3 separate regions of the Gossypium hirsutum genome follow, and regions 2 and 3 are each linked to region 1. Evidence: chromatin contacts called from public Hi-C data. All regions are on one chromosome and are shown on one strand. The core of a region is the stretch at or near the end of the contact, and the rest is flanking DNA. Distances in the headings are between cores, read along the strand shown. Region 1 holds the start of LOC107893624 (solute carrier family 40 member 3, chloroplastic). Region 2 holds the start of LOC107939081 (calreticulin). Region 3 holds the start of LOC107903827 (protein SUPPRESSOR OF QUENCHING 1, chloroplastic).

The links. Hi-C and Micro-C count contacts between places; a contact is called where the count stands out from the background.
Region 2: a Hi-C map of leaf shows a contact between it and region 1, with 1.9 times the contacts expected there. The contact joins the promoter of LOC107939081 here to the promoter of LOC107893624 in region 1. A contact is called at or near these places in 4 of 34 Hi-C or Micro-C datasets (callus, leaf and petal).
Region 3: a Hi-C map of leaf shows a contact between it and region 1, with 2.2 times the contacts expected there. The contact joins the promoter of LOC107903827 here to the promoter of LOC107893624 in region 1. A contact is called at or near these places in 15 of 34 Hi-C or Micro-C datasets (anther, hypocotyl, leaf and 2 more).

Annotation. Positions count from the first base shown.
Region 1 is chrA13:79,668,874-79,673,672 of Gossypium_hirsutum_v2.1, reverse strand. LOC107893624 (solute carrier family 40 member 3, chloroplastic) reads left to right here and starts at 2,569. Exons shown (of 13, transcript XM_016818663.2): 1 at 2,569-3,352; 2 at 3,568-3,784; 3 at 3,874-3,937; 4 at 4,246-4,370; 5 at 4,453-4,542; 6 at 4,631-4,799. The coding sequence starts at 3,186.
Region 2 is chrA13:79,206,972-79,211,770 of Gossypium_hirsutum_v2.1, reverse strand. LOC107939081 (calreticulin) reads left to right here and starts at 2,807. Exons shown (of 13, transcript XM_016872364.2): 1 at 2,807-2,966; 2 at 3,680-3,980; 3 at 4,068-4,323; 4 at 4,406-4,462; 5 at 4,543-4,590; 6 at 4,682-4,768. The coding sequence starts at 2,867. It also overlaps the pseudogene LOC107939084.
Region 3 is chrA13:79,972,853-79,977,651 of Gossypium_hirsutum_v2.1, reverse strand. LOC107903827 (protein SUPPRESSOR OF QUENCHING 1, chloroplastic) reads right to left here and starts at 2,880. Exons shown (of 28, transcript XM_016829998.2): 1 at 2,299-2,880; 2 at 1,924-2,024; 3 at 1,739-1,795; 4 at 1,563-1,657; 5 at 1,330-1,429; 6 at 864-922; 7 at 491-606; 8 at 1-128. The coding sequence starts at 2,644.

The DNA of each region.
Region 1 (4,799 bases), core at 1,320-3,819:
CCCGTGTAGATGACATAATAATCCTTCTTAGTATTTGAATCAAATGCTCACTTTGATTCTTTTACAGGATTAGAGGGTGTAAATACCATCTTCCAAAGATCCTACAACAACAAGAAAGCATATTCAAGCAAAAAGATCAATCAAACAACCTTTGTGCCAAATATTTCCATACTTTTCTTTTATAAATTTGTGAGCTTTATTTCGTTTTATTTGCTCTAGTGTTTTTCATTGTAGATGAGCTTAAATTGCAAACACTTCGATCTTGTAAGGATTATTTCTTTGTCTGCTTCTTTACATCTCTTTGAGAGGGTTTGTATCTTAAGGTTTGGGTAGAAACCTTAAAGGAGTTTGTAAGGTTAGACTTTATCCTTAAAGGTTATCAAATTAGTAAATTTGGAAAAATCTTTAGTTGTGTAAATCTAATGTGGTAGAGTAGGCAATTGGGGCCGAACTACTCTAAATTCTTGTATTCAATTTTCTATCCTTTCTCTCTAGCTTTTGCAAGATTTTTAAAAGCCAATTCACCACCTCTTGGAAATTTCAGTTTGATTTATTGCGCTAATAGTTTGCGAACTAGAATTTGAAATTGAATTTTAAAATTTTAGCTTTGAAATTTATGATTTATGAATTCCTTATTTCCAAATCATTTGTTCGGAAATTAAAATATTTAAAATTCCAAATTTTGAATTAATCTAAATTCATTGTTTGAATAATTCAAATATAGATTTGGATTTCAACTACTTCTAAGCTTTAAAAATGTTTTTTTAATTTAATTATTTAGGAGGATTTTGAACATTGTTATTTGAATCAAACTGGAACGATCACCGATATCGGTTTGGAGAAAGGCATTAGACCAGTTAACTTGGGAATTGATCTGGACTGGTTGATTGGGTGGTTGAACTTTTCTTTTAAATTTTTATTATTTTTAATTATTTATTTAATAGAATCGTACAGACCAGTCGAACTGATCTTACCAGTTAAATCGATCGAATTAGTTGAAGTAGAAAACTAGTGATCTAATTAGTTCGATCACTAATTCGATTTTAAAAAACCAGACTAGAACAACTAGTCAGACCAATTGCATTAGGTATAAGAAGAATAATGTGTAAATTAAAATTCAAGGGTTTAAAATTAAAATTGTGAAAATTATGGTATAAATGAAATTTTTGAATATTTATATTGTATTAAATTAAATGCATGAAGCTTCGCCGTTGTTTTTAGAATCGGATCGACCAATCAGACCGATTAATCAGGAATTGGTTGGAGTACGAGTCTAAAATAAAGGATCAGATTGATTGACTCATGGACCAGTTAAATCGACAATTGAACTAATTGAACCGATTTTATCTATTTTAATTTTTGAATAATTTATTAATTGAACCGATTAGATCGGTCAAACCAGGAACAAATGGTCTAACTGATTTGCTCATCGATCCAATTTTGAAAATCTTAAACTTCGTTGATGATATATTATAAGTAAAATTATTTATTTATTGTTTGGGCTTAAAAGGAAGTGTGAAAGAAGAGAGAACAATTTTTTTTTTAATGATTCTTGGATGTTGAAAATTGTAAGTTTTAAAATGGATTTTGAAATCCAAAATTTAATTTTTATGAAATTAGACTTGGATTTATTCAAATTCAAATCCAACTTTTTATTTATTATCCAAATAAAAAATTTTAAATTTTAAATTTTAAATCCAAATATATTTTTTTTACCCAAATCATGGTTTGAAAATAAACCATTAAACAACTTTTTATTTTTTTTTTCTCCAAAGTTTGGTAGGGGTGTTCAAGTTTCAGTTAAAAACAAATTAACTAATCGAACTGATCTAATTTGGTTAATTAATCGGTTAACCGATCTAGTTCGGTTAAAGGTTGGTTAAAAGTTTTTTTAAAATTTCAGTTAATGATTAATTCGGTTTAAAATTGGGTAATTAGCTAAATTAACCAAACTTTATAAATAATATTATAAATTATATGTATTAGGCTATTACTAATTCGGTTAAATGAGTATTATCAATTTAATTATTTTTTATATATTTTATACTTATTTTAACAAAAAAAATCAATTTCAGTTAATTCGATTAACCAACTGAATTAACTGAAATATTTCGATTCAGTTAATTTTTGTTGAAAAATTTTTTGTTCGATTAATGGTTAAAGAATTAAAAAGTCCGGTTAATATTAGTTTAATTTGATTAACCGTTTGAACACCCCTAAAGTTTGGAATTAATTATTAATTTATTTTTATAAATGTTTTGAAATTTTTGAATATTTGAATATTTTATTATTTTTTAATATTAATATCATTATAAATTGTTTATCATATCCATTTTTCTAATACAATAGTTAAAATAAAAAGATAATATATTTAAGTGCATTCAAATTTACGTCTTTTTACACTAACAATAATATTAATATTAATCCAACTAACACTCAATTAATTTTTTTAATTCAGACAATGGTACATGATCATACCACGGATTATTACAAGGATTTTTTTGTGTATTTATTCCAAAAAAAAATCAAACTTCTTTTTTTGGTTATTATCATGGAAACTACTAGAATGTCATACTTGTAAATGAATTTCAAAAGTTTCGTACATCAAATGGCAACTTAGCTTGCCGTCTTTACACTGATTGTTGAGGAAAGGAAAATTAGTAACTAGGCTTTAATGGACCCACTTCCACAAGGGTGCCGCCACCCTTCAAATCTAGTGGCCACAAAATCTTTCCGCTCACCGCCGGACTCTTACGCAACAAATCATGCCACGGATAACCCTCCCATCATTTCAGCTTTCCCAAACCCTTCTTTCTTTCTGCCCCTTTAAATTGAAGGCTATATACAGGTACCAGATTGTTTTTGTTATCTAGAAACTCAAAAGCTCCTTTTGATTTCCTTGTGGCGCCAAACCCAGATAGCCTTTTTTGTATCTCAAAAACCAAACCAGTTCATTTCAGCAGTTAGAAAAAGGTTCCAACTTTTGTTTCTTTGGACTCATTTGAACCTAAACCCTGATAGGATTTGCTGTCTAACTAAACCCCAAGAGCGGTAAAATTTGCTCCTGATTGCTATTCAATTTGCTTTCTTCACAGCTGCATGAGTTTAGAAAAACTCAAAAGTGGGTATTGGTGCTTCAATTTCTGGAGCAATAACAAGTTAAATAAGCAACAGCTGAAGCTAGCATGGCAATGGTCGCGGTTACAAATTCTCAGCTCTCTTTCAATTTGTTTAACTTTTCTGTTTCTAGGAGAGAAGCCTTTATATCGAGACAAGCTGCTTCTGGAATTCACCATCGCTTCTCTTCTAGCCGATGGTTGAGTCTCAACTCCCCTCCTACTAATACTCATAGGTAACTCTTTAATTTGTTCTCTTAATTTAAATGTGGCAAAATGTTCTCTCTCTCTCTTTTTTCTTTTTTGATGTAATGTCTTATTGCATGAAGGACTGGTGATTCAAAGTCGAATTAGTCTGCAATTTGCCCTGAGAAAGCTATTTTTATTATATTTGAGATATTTGAATGAGGCAGCTAACAATTTTTTTTATTTGGTTTGTTTTTCTGTTTAGTCGTAGTTTTGACAGCTTTAAATTGAGATGTTCAATAACAAATACTGATGTGCATTTCAACCACGTGGCTATCGAGGATGAGGATTTATCAGCAACAGATAGTGATTGTTGTTGTACAACACCAATACTTCAGCTTAAATCTGATGTTCTTGAGACTGAATCTTTGAATATACTAACTGGGGATGCATATGTAGATAGTCTCTTAACAACACTCCCAGTATGTTCCTCTCTGTATATCAGTTTATTTACGACTCGAGTGTAAATCCAACAACATTTTCCTATCATTTTATTCTTTTTCTTGCCTAGGTATTATCAGAGGAGGAGCAGGAAGCTCTCGCTGCAACTCCAGCGCACCCAGAGGGATTATATGGTAGGACATTCTATTTTCATCTTATCAAAGCACAGTAAATAGATAATACTCTTGATAGACTTAAACTGATCCTATTTTGTGTCTCTAAGCAGTAAGTGTACAATGTGTTCAGAAGGTTAGGTATTGTAGTCCTCTGCTCTCTTTGTGCTTTAGGGATTAGGTTTCTATCAAGTTGTCAATAGAGCATAAACCTCTTTAAATTAACTTTCTTATTTTGTATGTTATCAAGTTCTGGAAACTTGCAACAATGTCTTGTACTTTTGTATCTTGTTCTATCATTTTACTAAATTGTGATATTCATATTTCAGCATTTTATGCAAGTTGCTTGGCTGGGAATTTAGTGGAACAGCTTTGGAATTTTGCTTGGCCTTCTGCTATTGCGTTGCTTCATCCAAGCCTTCTACCGGTGGCTGTCATGGGATTCTTCACTAAGGTATAGATTAGTCCAACAACATAAATTCACTACGTAGAACAAGAGATAATGGAATACTTTCTAACAGAATTTATGTTAATAGCTTGCTATTATCATTGGAGGCCCTTTGGTTGGTAAACTTATGGATCATTCTCCTAGAGTACCTTCATATATCTTTTTGAATGCTGTTCAGGTACCACAAATGGCAATAACTTTTTTCAGGATTAATGTAAAATTAACACTGTCCTAATTTGTTTTCTAAATTTATTGGCATCTTCCAGGCCTCTGCTCAGTTGTTGTCAGTGGCAATGATAATTCATGCTCATTCATTTTCTTCTGCTTCTGCCTCGTCTAGTCTTCTACATCCTTGGTTTGCTGTGCTAGTGATAGCAGGGGCTATTGAGAGGCTATCTGGAGTGGCACTGGGGATTGCCATGGAGCGTGACTGGG
Region 2 (4,799 bases), core at 1,558-4,057, 460 kb after region 1:
GAACTTGTTAGAACAAAGAAGGCAGCAACAGGTTATTTGCTTAAGAACTAAATAAAAACCAAGAGCAAAATGAGAAGAACTTGAGCACAAAACATGGATGAAAATCAGCAGCAATCTTCATTGATTGATAATGAAAAATAAATACAAAGTTAACAAGTCAAATGACCATTACCTAATGATTCACCTACTCCCGCTAATAATCAACTAATACAAGTTAAATTTTAAACTAAAGCAAGCTGATGTATCAGCCATTACATCCATTACATCAAAAATCCTACTAACTTAGATTACAAATTACAAACAAACTAAAGTTGGTTACATTGGAACAAAAAGAACAAAAAATGGTCCTAAGCTAGTTGCTGCATTCGGTTCTGCTCCACTGCTGGTCTGCTTGCTGACTTGCTGGCCATATGTTGCATTGCAGGCCAATGCTTAACAGAACTGTGTAAAGATGTCGACTGATGCCTCACTCAGGGCAATGATCCCACCTGGTGCACTTGTTATGCTTACTCCACTCATCGTCGGAACCTTCTTAGGAGTCGAAACACTAGCTGGTGTTCTAGCTGGCTCACTTGTGTCAGGTGTGCAGGTAGCCATCTCAGCATCCAACACAGGAGGAGCATGGGATAATGCCAAGAAATATATAGAGGCAGGGGGTAGTGAGCCTGCAAAGTCACTTGGTCCGAAGGGTTCAGATTGCCACAAGGCTGCAGTGATAGGAGACACAATAGGGGATCCCCTCAAGGACACATCTGGTCCATCGCTCAACATCCTCATTAAGCTCATGGCGGTTGAGTCATTGGTGTTTGCTCCTTTCTTTGCAGCTCATGGAGGCTTGCTTTTCAAATTCATCTAAACTCTTGCCTTTAGTTACCCAATTTTAATATCTTCAAATAAATTGTAGTACTTTTACTCATGTTTTTTTTTTTCATTGAAATTTGAATATCCAATTTTTATCGTTTAAACCCCAAGTACTCCAGCTACTCCCTGACATTATTCTTATCTTTATAATAAATACATTGAAGTTAGGGTGTGTTTCATAAATTACTCAAAATTTTTAGTTGTTTTAATTTTTATATAATATAAAATTTTCAATAACAAATGTTGAATAAAATTAGTAGATAAGTAGTTATTTATTATTAAATGTATAAAATATTACATTTGTTTTATTTTATTAAAAATTAAAATAAATTGTCATTTAAAAAAAAGAGATATTCAAATTACCATATTTATTTTTATCCAGCACTATCCAAAATATTATAAGATATTAAATTTATAAGATTAAAATTAAGAAATAAATAAATAAAATTTTAAAGATCAATATTTACTTTTATCAATCAATATAATTTATATTCCGTACTTATATTTACTAATTTATCAAATAATTTTTTAATATAAATTTAACACTTATCAAATTCAATGCTTAATTTTTTAACATTTAGAATTTTAATTTATCAAACCCCCACTTAATTTTGAGAATTTTATATTTTTTAAGTTATTATTAATTTTTTTATTGAAATTTGTTGGTTGAGATTTTAAAATTGGATTTTCCTTGGTTCAAGTAATGTTGGATTACTTTACCTATTTTAGTTATTTTGAGTTAGAATAATTTTTAAATTTGGATTTTTATTTTTTATAGTCAACTTGAATTAAATTATATTTAAATTTAAATTAATCAAATAAAAATTTTAAATTTAACTACTCTATTGAATTTTTCAATGAATATCTAATGATAGAATTATTTTAGTTTTGATATATTAAAATAATTCTTAAATTTCATTAATCAAATTTGTAAATTTTAATTTGATAATATCTAAAATATTTTCAGATGTTATAAAACATATAATCATGTTTCTAAGGGCCCTAACATTATAAACTTTCAAAATGTTGTAAACCTTTTTAAATCAATTTTATATTTATAAGTACCGATAACTTCTAAAGATATCTAACAAAACTTTCAAAAGAAGCAACGTATCGAAATTTATAAAATAAGTATCAAAACTTATATTTAAAATAAATTTTCTTTTTACTTTTATAAAAATAATATATTTACATTATTATATTTAAATTTCATTTAAAAATATAAAATATTAGGTTAATAAGAACTAAATTATGATATAAATAATTTTTAGATATTGTATAAAAATATTTTTTAAATATCAAGTAAAATATTTAAGATTTAATTTTTCAAACATCGATTTGAGATGAAAGTTTTTTTAAAAAAAAAAAGATTTTTATGCATAATAAATATTATATTACAGTTCTATGCTATTTTCTCATATTACTAGACTCAAATTCACATTTAGTATCTATCTAAAACGTAAATATCTAAACAAATTTACAAATTTTCTTTTACCAATAGATGCCATAAATTTTAATGGAAGTTTCGGGATGATAAAACTGAAACCCAACCGCTAATACGAGACCAATTAAGAGACGTAAATAATCTGCTGCTACGCCTCAAACCAACGTCTAGGTGGACGGCCTCTACAGTTCTGTGGATCATTGCCTGCTTGCCACATGTAACACAATTCCGCTGAAATGAGACGTAACGTACTCCTAGCCTAACAAGGCAAAATCCTCCTACGTGTCACGTGAAATTCCTAGCCAATAAATTTTTGCCACGTCAACTTAGTGACACCTGTGAATGACATGTCATCAAGCCATTGGCTTCAGTCATTAACTTCAGTCCACGTCATATTTACAGAAAATAATAATACCTCGTTTTAACTGGGCCGTAAAAAGTAAAAAGTAAAAAGGAAGAAAACCATTGAAACGCAACGAGTATTATATAAACGGTACCAAAACAACCCATCAGACTATCAGTGCACTGCAGTTCTACATTCTCGCTCCGTGGAGTTCAGCTATGGCGATTCCTAAACGGATCCCTAATTTTATCTCTCTAATTCTTGTCTCTTTCTTCGTCATTGCCTCTGCTGAAGTATTCTTCGAAGAGCGTTTCGATGGTAAACTCTTTCTCACTCATTTTCCCCCCGCTTTCTAATACTCAATCTACATGCATTGAATCTTAACGTTTTAGATTGTTTTTTTTTGTTTGAATCTTTTTTTTTATTTAAGAGGTTTTGATATTTTAACTTGACGTAAATGAATGGATCGGTGATTTTTAAATGTTAAGTAGGTGATCTGGCTGTTTTCGATGGTTCCTTTACTCGAATGATTAATTTCGTTTAAAAGATGTAGTGAGTCGAGTAGATCTACACGTAATATGATTCCATAAAAGGCTCTAATTATAAAAATATATAAATTATTAGAAATGTGTTTGAATTCTTTGAGAAATGGGTGTGAATTTGTGTATTGTGTTTCAATTGTTCTGTAACTGTAGAGGATAATTGGATGAAATGATGATTAATATTATCATTCTGCTTTAGTTTATGTTATTTTTTTGTTATTTGATATATCTTGAGAATGAAAACACTAGTTCTTAGCAAAATTAATTAGATGTTATGGTCTTTTAAATCAGGGTAGATATCAGAGTCTAGCTAATGTGTTCCTACTACTTAACGTACTATGCATGGCTGCGTTACTAAAATTTTGCTTTCCCTTTAACAAACGAGAAGCTGCTTATGTTTTTATTGTACGTTTCACTGTTTTCAAACAGAAGAATTTGACCTTTTCTTTTTCTGGCTGATTTTGCATTTCTATTGTTTTTAAACCAAAGATGGATGGGAAAGTCGGTGGGTAAAATCTGACTGGAAGAAAGATGACAACATGGCTGGGGAATGGAATTACACTTCTGGAAAATGGAGTGGGAATCTTAATGACAAAGGTATTCAAACTAGTGAAGACTACAGGTTCTATGCTATTTCGGCTAAGTTCCCAGAAGTTAACAACAAGGGCAAGACTCTAGTCTTCCAATTTTCTGTCAAGCATGAGCAGCAGCTTGACTGTGGTGGTGGTTACATGAAACTACTCAGTGGTGACATTGACCAGAAGAATTTTGGTGGTGACACCCCATACAGGTTTTACTTTATGATCTAACCTCTTGGTATCTCTAAAAGATTTTATTGCAGATTTACTGATTTTTTTGTAATGTTGGTTGGGTGCAGCATTATGTTTGGGCCTGATATCTGTGGAAGCACAAAGAAAGTACATGCTATTCTTCATTACAAGGGGACAAACCACTTGATGAAAAAGGAAGTTCCATGTGAGACTGACCAACTTACTCATGTTTACACATTTATTCTGCATCCGGATGCTACTTACAAAATTCTTATTGATAATGTTGGGAAACGAACTGGTAGCTTGTACACTGATTGGGATCTTCTCCCACCGAAGAGAATCAAGGATCCCAGTGCAAAGAAGGTATTAGTCAGAATTGATGTCTTTTTGGTTTTATTTTATCATATGAATATTTGATACAACTAAGAACTTCGCATGATGGCAGCCTGAAGATTGGGATGACAAGGAATTCATCCCTGATCCTGAAGACAAGAAGCCAGAGGTAACAACCTTCGTATTTTAACCCTTCCATGGTTTTGTTATGCTTATGCAAGCTAACCTCTAGTTTTTGATTTCCCATAGGGTTATGATGACATTCCAAAAGAAATCCCTGATCCTGATGCTAAGAAGGTAGTCATTTAATGCTTCAGTAATGCTTCTATTATAAAAAGGGCATGCCTTATTTGTAATAAAGGTTAATGGTTAAAATTATTTACACCAGCCAGAAGATTGGGATGATGAAGAAGATGGTGAATGGACACCCTCAACAATTCCCAACCCAGAGTACAATGGCCCATGGAAGCCTAAGGTTCGTGAAATCCCTGTCTAATTGCAGCATT
Region 3 (4,799 bases), core at 1,631-4,130, 300 kb before region 1:
AAGGGAGAAGACCTCATTGCTAGGAACATCCACACCAGGGGTTGATCCATTTCGAGTTCTTTCATTGAGAATCCTTGATGGATTTTGTTCAGTAACTTGCAGAAACCGCATATTCTGCACCATCTCATCTGCAATGATATTTATTTATTAGAACTTTATATGCCAAATCTACAAGCCTTAGTGATCAATCGGGAAAAGAATGGCTTCAGGGATACCCAATGCTGCTTAGTTTAAAGGTGATTGTTTTTCTCATTATTTCATCAAATTCAAGATCAAAATTTAGTAGTATTAGCTTGTTGGTGCACAAGGATGGACTTTATCAATAGAATTGAAAATTTTCCACTACATAGGAGACAAATTACAACAGCGAATGTATCATGTGCTTCCATAAAAAAAACAAAAAGAATGCTAAAAAGCATCATCATTTTACAATGTTAATGGTACAAAATGACATTTGCACCATATTCTCAGGACAACAGACTATAACCACCTGAGCCACCACTGAGAATATCATCAAGTGAAACACTTCCAATATCATTTCTGATAATTGATGGACCAGCAGGTTTTAGAGTCTCTTCTGTCAATGTAGTTGTCACAGCTATGCATCTGCAGGCAGTGGAGAATGATTAGAATTACTATAAAGTTACTCCATTTCTGTATGACGAGAGAAGCAAATGGTAAACAAGCACAACCTAAACATTAATCTATATGTTAAAAAAAGGGAAAAGCAGGTGATTTTGATACAACATATTAATCATGTAAGCAAATCATATTCTTCTCCCAAGTTGAAAGTGTGAAAAGAAAATAAAGAAGGAAGTAAAGAGCAAAGTAAATAGAAACAAACATGAATATAGATCACTTACCTCATTTTTGCTGCATTAGCAGCCTGTACTCCAGCCAAAGCATCTTCAATAACAAGACACTGGCAAATATAGGTAGAGGTCATATTTCCCAGCAGAAGAATTACAATGGAACTTTAGGAAACGAAGAATTTTAAAAACAGAAGCTCTGCAGTATTATTGTAACAAGAATATAAAATTCTCCAAGCAAGTCATAAAGCTATCAAAGTTCAGCTAACAGACAGTGTACACCACCCACAAGAGAAATGGGAAGTATGTTAGGTGCATGAGACATGGCAAAATCAGTAAGTTTTTAATACTTTTTGGCACACAAAGAAGAAAAATACATTTTCTATTTCACATAAATTCCAATAAAAATTGCAAAGAAAAATAAATGCTGCAATATCACCATTCTCATGCAGCGTAACTTTGGTCAATGAAAAGGGAAGAAAATAGTTGCAATTGGTAGAGGGGAGAGAACTAGATATACCTCATCAGGGGAAACGTCTAATATCTTTGATGCAGCTAAGAAAATATCTGGAGCAGGTTTCAGATTCTCAAAAGCATCTGCTGACACAATAGCATCGAACCTGATATATAAAGGCTAGAACCATAATAAGAACAAGAAAAAAAAAAAACAGATTGATGCTGCAAAGCTAAAAATGTAAATATACAACCAATATATTCATCCAAACAACTATATTAGGTTGGCAGTTGGCTTACATTGATAAGGGCAATCCAGCAGCAGCTAAGTTAGCATCTACCTTGACACGATCAGCACTGGATGCAACAGCCACTTTTAGGCCTTTGTTTTTACACTGTCACACAGAATATTCCATCATATGATCATAAACCTGAGGTGACATCATTATCTCTCCAGTGACAATTGGCTTACGTACCTCATTAATGAGCTCAAAAGCACCTGGAAATCCTATTCCAGAATTAGGTTTTGCATACTACAAGAAGGAAAGAACTTTTTGTGTGAAAATTTGTTCACTGAAAAACACTAAAAATGGGCATTGTATGATTGTCCTTTCATAAGAAGAAAGAATAACTCTCCATATAAAAACTAAGTGCTGATTACCTTATCAAGATATATCTCAAAGAATCTCTTTTTTGCTGCCTCAGTGTTAAATTCTTTAACACCCTTAACAGAAGCAACGCCTCCTAAAAAGTTTGCTTCACCTGGTATATCAGTGAAGTAGAAATATGCAGGTAAAGTTAACAGCTCTTCATGACATCAAAATTAATTGACAATAAATCAGAAGAACTATTTGTCGCAGATTTACATATTTATGAAGAACTCTTTGAAACACATTTACTTCTTAATCAGCACCATACAATTAATCACCTACATTCCTCAAAATTCATACTTTTCCGAATCACTCAAATTTATGGAAGACTATCCATAACAGGAGAAACTTAAAATAAATATCAAGGGATCAAACTAAAATTTTACCCATTCCAGTGAAAGGAGCAAAGTCCTCCGCAATGACTTGGACACCCATCTCTGCAAAAACATCAACAGCAGCCTTTCTAGAAGGGTTCTCACTATTGCACAACACTCCATCCATGTCAAAAAGTACAGCTGTCACCTTGCCCCACTCTTGTTTACTAGTTTCTTTCACATTCTTTTCTTCCACCTTAACACATGCCTTTACCACCATTTTCCTTGTAAAAATTCTGCACTTGGATCTCCATTGAAAGAAGGAGGTTGCTGTTGAGATGGGTTTGGGTGATGAGAAGAAGGAGAGCTTTGTTGGATCAGATAGAGCAGTTGGAGTTGACAATAGTCTCACGGCCATAGCACAAACTCAGTTTTCTGTTTGAGTGGCGGTAACTGGCTCCTGGAAAGGAGCTTTTCAGGATTAAATTGTTTGGGTTTTTTTTGGTGGACTAAATCATCCTTGATGTAATTAAAACAGACCTTTGATTTGTTGGGCTAGTTGTCCTTGTAGTGCACTGAAAATGGTTGGATGGTGTTTATACTATAAGTAGTGGTGGAGATGAAGCTTCGTCTTCTGCTGATTATTTATTTGGTTGCCAATAATTGGTGCTTTATCCAATGCATTTGTATGGGTCTTAGTGACATTAAACTAGTGACAGGGGCCCACTAAAAATAGATAATGATAATTGGAGTAAAATTTGGTAAATACTCCATAATAAGTGTTTCCTCACCGTTAATATAAAAGGAAGTATTGTATGAAATTATGGTTACACCTAATTTTATCTCTTTTCAATAGAAAAATAATTAATTTTTAATTTTTCTTCTTTTAATATAATATATATATATAAATAAAAGATAATTGTTGTTTACCTTGAGGATTTAAATATTATTTTTAAAATATAAAAAATTAATTTTAAAAAAATTGAGATGAAAGATATTATAAAAACAAAATTTTGTTTCGGCCTATACATTGAGTATTTAAATGATGAAATTCATATCCATCAGTCAACTTATATAAAAAAAATCTTAAAGAAATTTTACTTGGATAAATCATATTCATTGAATACCTCAATAGTTGTAAAATCACTATATGGGAATAAAGACTCATTTCGTCTTGATGAAAATGATGAAGAATTTTTTGGTCATGAAGTACCATATTTAAAAGTTATAGACTTATAAGGCATTAGTGTATCTTGAAACAACACACGACCTGATATAACATTCATAGTGAACTTGTTAACAAAATTTAAATTCTTCTCAAACACAGAGACATTGTATGAAATTAAACATGTATTTAGATGTCTTAGAAGAACCATCCATATGGAATTATTTTATCCAAGTGGAAGTTGAATTATTCTTTCTTTTTTCTACTATTCTCTTTTGTTCTTTATAATGATATTAGTTTATAATATTTATGAAATAATTAAAAATAATTTATAGTTATTTCAAATTATATTTTTATTAATAAAATAATATATCACAATATTTTATTTTTATTTCTTTATGACTTAATAATATATCATTTAGTACTAGAGTATGACATTTTTTTTATAACTCCCCCATACTTGACCCGATCGTCGGGTCAAGATATCAAAAGGCTACATTTGTTGTTGAAGCAATGATAATTAAATTAAATTCATTTCATCAATTCATTCAAGTTATTGGGGTCATTAAACATTTCTAATATAATTCAAACACATGTCTAAATTTTATACGAGCTTCTAATAGCTCTTTTAATAGTCAAACACAACAACGTGGAACCCTCGATGCTGCGACGTCACATATTGACTTATGTCATCGAGACGTGGTAATCTTGATGTCGTGACGTGCATTCTATTTTTAAAATTTTTCCATTTCTTCAAATTTCATCACCTATAACCCTATTCAAATATCAAATTTCTACCAATTCAATCAACATTCCATTCATATAAGTTCAATTCCAATCTCAAGAACACATAATTCATCATAAACTCATTCAAAAAGGCTAAGTTTATAATGTTAACAAAGAGTTTCAAGTTCTACAATTAAGTTCAACAAAAGGCTTATATTCACAAATTAACTTTACCTATGGACATATCATAGTTGATGTCGATCCTCCACTTTAGAACTTCAAGTCTAATCTTTACCTACGTATTGGAAAGTAACGTGTTAAGCTTATGACAACTTAGTAAGTATTACAAGAATTAAACTTTCTATTTAAGATTTAGCTAACATTAGAATATGTATAATTTCATAAAACTAATACTAATAAATAAGAATCATTTCGCAAGACGTGAATCACATACCGGATCCATTGACAATTTTCTCTTACCATATTTCATTGATATAGCCCATTGTAGACTAAACATAACATAGAGGATATACGAAACAATCACAGTATTGCACCTAAGTGCTACTTTTCATCGCATTGAAGTGCCACATTTCATTTGCACGCATAGACTTCCTAATGGTATGCCATTCATATCCTATTAGTTATCATTTCGTCTATATGGGCTTTTATACAATTATTCCTT